Regions from separate parts of the Anas platyrhynchos genome. Here region 1 is linked to region 2. Evidence: chromatin contacts called from public Hi-C data. All regions are on one chromosome and are shown on one strand. Each heading gives the region's core, a stretch centred on a gene start, on an enhancer-like site or on the middle of the called end of the contact. The rest is flanking DNA. Distances are from core to core; before and after follow the strand shown.

Region 1 (2,700 bases), core at 25-2,524, 41 kb after region 2:
ATGCAGACACAAACCCAGCGAGATGCCTCCTGGAGCCGCCGGTGCTCCTGTAGTGCCAGAGCCCTTCAATATTGCTGCCCCTGCTCTTCCTACAGCAGCAGCCTGAGCGCTCCACGTCCTGCGCCTTGGCCTTGCTGCAGACTTCTCTCCCAGAAAGGATGCTGTGAGATGCAGTCCCCTAATAGCGCAGGCAGATGTTCCTAAATAACGTGCCTCTGCCTCGCTGGAGTTACCGCTGGTGGTGGCAAGGCTGGTGTCGTCTGTGCCATGCTGGCGTGAGAGCCAGTTGGGCACAGATCAGTCAGAATCAGGAAAACTGGCTCTTAAATTGCCCTGAGGCTTAAAAGGAAAGGAGCAGTGTGGAGTTGTCACTGTTGTCACCAGGAGGTGCTTGGGGTGGAAGTCAGATGAGCTCTGGGAAGTCAGGCAGCCCTCGGGCTCGTGCTCGGGAAGGTCTCTGCTCCGGAGGGGCCCCCAGAAATCGGAGAGGGGTTGGGTGGGTGGCACCCGTACCTGGTGCAGGGTGCTCTGGGGTTCTTCCCCACGCACAGAGCTGCGCTGAGCAGCTTCTCCAGGCTTCGTTGGGAGCCATGGATGGAGCTGTTAGCTGTGCCATGGCAGAGCTGCGCCAGGCGTGCTGTGAGAGCAGCCGGGTCCCTCCTGTCCGGCAGCTCTGCGGAATATGTAAAGGGGAAACTGCATGACTCTCTTGAATTTTCTCTGTTAAGGAATGCTTCTTGAACTAACTTGTTTTAATGACTAATCTGTGTTGTTGCTTCCAGGTCAGGGGCCATCACATTGCAAAGCTTGATCCTCTCGGCATTAGTTGTGTAAATTTTGATGATGCACCAGTAACTGTTTCTCCAAACGTCGGTGAGAATTGCTCTGCAAATTAATTCTAATGTAATTTAACTTTTTTACCCCTCCCCTCTTTTGTTTTTCTCCCTTTCTCCTGTCCCTCTTGGTATCTGTTCTCCTGTCCACTCCTGGCCCATTTCATAGATTCGAGGGCATCATGTAGCACAACTCGACCCACTGGGCATCTTGGATGCGGACCTGGACTCGTCCGTTCCGGCCGATATTATCTCATCCACAGACAAACTGGGTGAGGGCTTTGACAGCAGTCAGTGCTGCATTGCTTGAGCTCCTCTCTCTTTCACAGCTTCGTAGGTAGAGCGCTTCACCCGTGCAGAGGGAAGCTCTTAGGTTTCCTTCGTGATGATCACTCCAAATTTACTCCTGGAGCGCGCAGCGGCGGAGCAGCTCTGCCCCCCTCCGGCTGTCCCAGCCAGCGTGCTGTTTCTCCTCCCAGCACAGCGAGTTTCCTCGCCTTGCAACGGGATTAACTCATCCCGTGGGGGAAGCCAGCACATCTTCTGGAAATGGCAAGCAGCCAAGAGGTTTTGTGCCGGGGAGAGCGCGAGCTCCGGTGCCTTGGCACCTCTTGCTGCTCTCGTAGGGCCCCGCCAGCAGGCGCTGAGCACTGGGGAGCAGGGGCTGGGCTCATCCACACCGGGCTGACGCTGCCAAGAGAAGCGTCCCGGCGTGCCCCTGCCTTCCCCTGCTCCCAGCCCCATGCAGCACCTTTAGATCGGTGCCTTGCCCCTTTTCCCAAGACTGAGCGATGAGAACCTGCCGGTGATCATGACAAGGAAGCTTTGGGACGCGTTCCCGCACAAGTAGGGGGTGGAAATTCCGGTGCCTTGAGTGAAAGACGCACGTGTGCTGCGCGGGAGCGTGTGTGTGGTGCCGAGGACGTGGACCCTAATCTGAAAGCGCTTAACCTCAGTCGGGATCTCCGCAGCACGCTGCCGTTCTTCCAGCTGGAGCAGGGGCGCAGCAGCTGAGCTCTCTCACCTCGCTGGTGCTTTCCGGGGGTTTTACCCCGGTGCTGCGAGCACTCCTAGAGGCATGCTTCTAACTTAGCCTAGAGCCGCGGTAACGATCACTAACCCGCACAGCGCAGCAGCCCATGGGAGCACGCACCCGTCCAGATCTCCTGGCACCCGGCTGGGGGTGGACGGGGAGGAGGAACCTTCCCCAAAACCAACTTTTGTCCTGCTGGGGTGCCTGCTGAATTTTGTCCAGGATTCCCTGTGCGTCCTGCTTTGGGCTGGGATAGAGTTAATTTTCTTCCTAGGAGCTGGGAGTGGTAGAGAAGGGTTAGGATTTTGTCATCCCAGCTGCTGGGATAAAGGGAAGCTGCTTCACCCCGAGATCTGATACGGTGCCAAAGCGGGGCTGAGCACCAGGAGCCGGTGGCTAGGGCAGGAGCGAGCCCCGTGCCTGGGGCTGTGATGGGAAGAGGAGGGGGGATGTGTGCTGCGAACCTGGCCGCAGGAGGGGGAACAAGTCCCCGTGTCTGCCAGCAGCAGCAGTGCTGCAAGGGAGGCTTTTAGGATGAGCAGGCCCTCTGGCTGTCTGGCCAAAGCAGAAACTCAGAGGAACAAAAAACCTAAAACCTGCCCGAGGCTTTTCCCCGAGTCCTGCCGCGGAGGCGCGCACACCCGCAGGCGTCTGCACGGATCCGTTTTGTCTCTGGGCTGTAGCTTTTGTCACCGAGTGTCACGCCTGCTGAGTGATGCTGAATGATGCTGAATGCCTTTCGGCTTTCAGGCAAGCTCTGCCTGCTTCCTTTTCCCCCTGGGCAGGAGCTCAGGCTCAGCTCCTGCCCACTGCAGCTCAGATCCCCTTGGTGGG
Region 2 (2,700 bases), core at 90-2,589:
AACACCCGCTGCCCTCCTCTTCCACCCAGCCAGCCACCTCACTGTGCAGGCTGTCAGGCCAGCTAAGCTCAGTGTCCCTGTTGGAAGTCCACACTGCCCACTCTTCATTGGGTTTTTCTTCGCCATGTGCTTGGAAATTGTTTCCAGGAGGAAATGGGATTGGGAGCCCCAAGTCCTGGGTCCCCACAGCATTGTCCAGAGGCTCCCACCTGATTCTCCAGCAGATGCTCACCTGGGACAAAAGGGAGACCATGGGGGACAGGGATGGGGTCAGGGTGCGGGGTTATCCCCTGCCACCACAGGAGCCAGGAGAGGTAAGAAGACCCCAGCACCCATCTCCCCTTGCCCTCAAGCCCACCCAGGGCTGCAGCACAGCTGCATGCGCCCGGTGCTGCACGTGGCCAGGGACACAGGGCCAGCAGGGACACGGGGCCGGCAGGGACACGGGCCGGACTCTGGCCCTGTGACGCGGGGTCAGCGGGGCGGGGGCACCCAGGCCACTTCCCCCAGCGGATGCCAGCAGCGGGCCCACGTCAGAGGTGGCCCCACAAGGCGATGGCTCGCGACGGCCCAGCCCCGAGCCACTGACCCGTGCCCTGGCCCCACACAAGCCAAGTGCTGGACACGGGTGGGCTCTCTGCCAGTCCCCCGGCCGGACACCCTGGCTTCCTGCGCCGCGCTGACCCGCTGCCCCCAGCCGGCTCTGCCCGCTGGGCCACGGTTCCTGCCGGGCAAGGGTCGCCCGAACAAGGGAAGCGCTGGGCAGCCGCGGGGCACCGGGCACGGCCTCGAGGGGGGCACCGAGCAACGGGACAGCGCTCACGCACGTGTCCCCGTGCACGAGGAAGCAGGAAGCGTGCAACAGCGGCGTGCAAGGACGTGCACACACACACACACAGAGCCCCGCACCCCACGGCAAAGCAGCGGGTGGGGGGGGGTCGGGGCCAGCCCCGGGCACCCCGGGGGGCTCCTGGGGGCGGCCACAGCCAGCACCGGGGGGGGGGACACGGCGGGCCCGGGGCGGCCGGGGGCTGGTGCCCGGCGGGCCCCGTGCACGGGAGCCTCACGGCGGTGCCGGGCGGAGCTGGGGCAAGCCCGGGGCTGTGCCCGGTGCCGTGCCCGGGGCCCGGATCGCGCCCGGTGCCGGTGCCGGGTCGGGGCCGCGCCAGAACCGGGCGGCGCCCACGTGGAGCGCAACGCGCGCTGCCCGCCGAGCGGCGCGCCAAGAGTTCCCCAGCGGCTCCCGGCCGTTGGCTGCCGGCAGCCAATAGCGGCTCGGCCCCGCCCTCCCGGCGGCCAACGGGCGAATGGGAGCGCCGGGAGGCTCCTGACGTCACGGGGTTAAGCCGGGAGTCGCGGAGGTCACGTGGCAGGGAGGGTAAAAGCGCCAGGGGGCGGCGGGGCCGGGCCGAGCTCAGCGCGTCCCCAGCGCGCGTTCGGTGCCCGCGTCCCGGTGCTCCCGGAACCGGCCCCGGCCCGGCCCCTGGGCGCTGTCGGTGAGCGGGGCTCAGGGGGGTGGCGGCGGCCGTGGGCTGGGCTCGGGGGGGGGGGGGGTTGGGAGGACGTGGGGGCACCTGGGAGGGATTTTGGGGCGATTCCGGTCGGTTTCGGGGCTTTTTTCGGCGCGGGAGCGGCCGTTGTGGCCGCGCGGTGCCGGTGCCGCCCGCTCAGCTCCCGCTGTCCGCAGGATGAAGAGGCCGCCCCCCCGCCAGCCCTCACCATGGAGCCCGGCCCGGCCCTGACCGCCCCCGGCCGCCCCGCAGCCGCCGCCGCCGCCCGCGCCCTATAGCAGCGGCCCCGCGTCCCGCCCGCAGCCTATTTAATTTTGTACCTTATTTATTGTCGCACCTCCGTACCTCACGCTCTGTTTACATCCCGGCCCCGAGCCCCCCCCCATCCATCCCTGTCCGTCCCCAAACCGCTGGCTGCAGCCATGGATTCGGTCCCCAGCGGTGTCACGGCGCTGGCGGAGAGCGGCGCGGTGCCGGCTCCGCTCACCGGCTTCCTCTGGATGCTGGTGCTGGGCTTCATCATCGCCTTCGTGCTGGCCTTCTCCGTGGGTGCCAACGACGTGGCCAACTCCTTTGGGACTGCGGTGGGCTCGGGCGTGGTGACGCTCCGGCAGGCGTGCATCTTGGCCAGCATCTTCGAGACGGTGGGCTCCGTCCTGCTGGGGGCCAAGGTCAGCGAGACCATCCGCAAGGGGCTGATCGACGTGGAGATGTACAACTCCACGCAGGAGCTGCTCATGGCCGGCTCCATCAGCGCCATGTTCGGTGAGTGCCCGTGATCCACGCCGTGCCGTGCTGCCCCGTGCCGATGGCTCCCTTACCGGCCTTGTTCTCGCCCTTCAGGATCGGCCGTGTGGCAGCTTGTGGCTTCGTTCTTGAAGCTTCCCATTTCGGGTACCCATTGTATTGTCGGAGCAACGATCGGCTTTTCCTTGGTGGCCAAAGGGCAGGAAGGTGTCAAGTGGTCTGAGCTGCTAAAAATCGGTGAGTGCAGTGAGGTGATGGCTCCAGACACAGCACGACCCCCTCTGTGTGCAGTGTGGTTCTAATCACACCTCTTCTCTCCTAGTGTTGTCCTGGTTCATCTCACCCCTCCTGTCTGGCATCATGTCTGCTATCCTGTTCTTCCTTGTCCGTAGGTTCATTCTTCATAAGGTAAGGATGAAGCTGTGTGTTGGGACAGCCTGGG

What was found. Hi-C and Micro-C count contacts between places; a contact is called where the count stands out from the background.
Region 1: a Hi-C map of subcutaneous adipose tissue shows a contact between it and region 2, with 1.9 times the contacts expected there. The contact joins the enhancer-like site here to the promoter of SLC20A1 in region 2. A contact is called at or near these places in 3 of 8 Hi-C or Micro-C datasets (liver, skeletal muscle and subcutaneous adipose tissue).

The regions. Positions count from the first base shown.
Region 1 is chr23:4,247,342-4,250,041 of IASCAAS_PekinDuck_T2T, forward strand. OGDH (oxoglutarate dehydrogenase) reads left to right here. Exons shown (of 23, transcript XM_038166865.2): 4 at 783-873. Among named protein-coding and RNA genes, the nearest start is that of OGDH, 14 kb to the left of the region's middle. Within about 2 kb of position 1,275, at least 1 of the 8 cell types and tissues checked has an H3K27ac peak or open chromatin away from gene starts, as enhancers often do. A contact at or near this core is called in subcutaneous adipose tissue, where this site is marked.
Region 2 is chr23:4,205,813-4,208,512 of IASCAAS_PekinDuck_T2T, forward strand. SLC20A1 (solute carrier family 20 member 1) reads left to right here and starts at 1,340. Exons shown (of 11, transcript XM_038166933.2): 1 at 1,340-1,496; 2 at 1,688-2,276; 3 at 2,355-2,495; 4 at 2,581-2,666. The coding sequence starts at 1,934.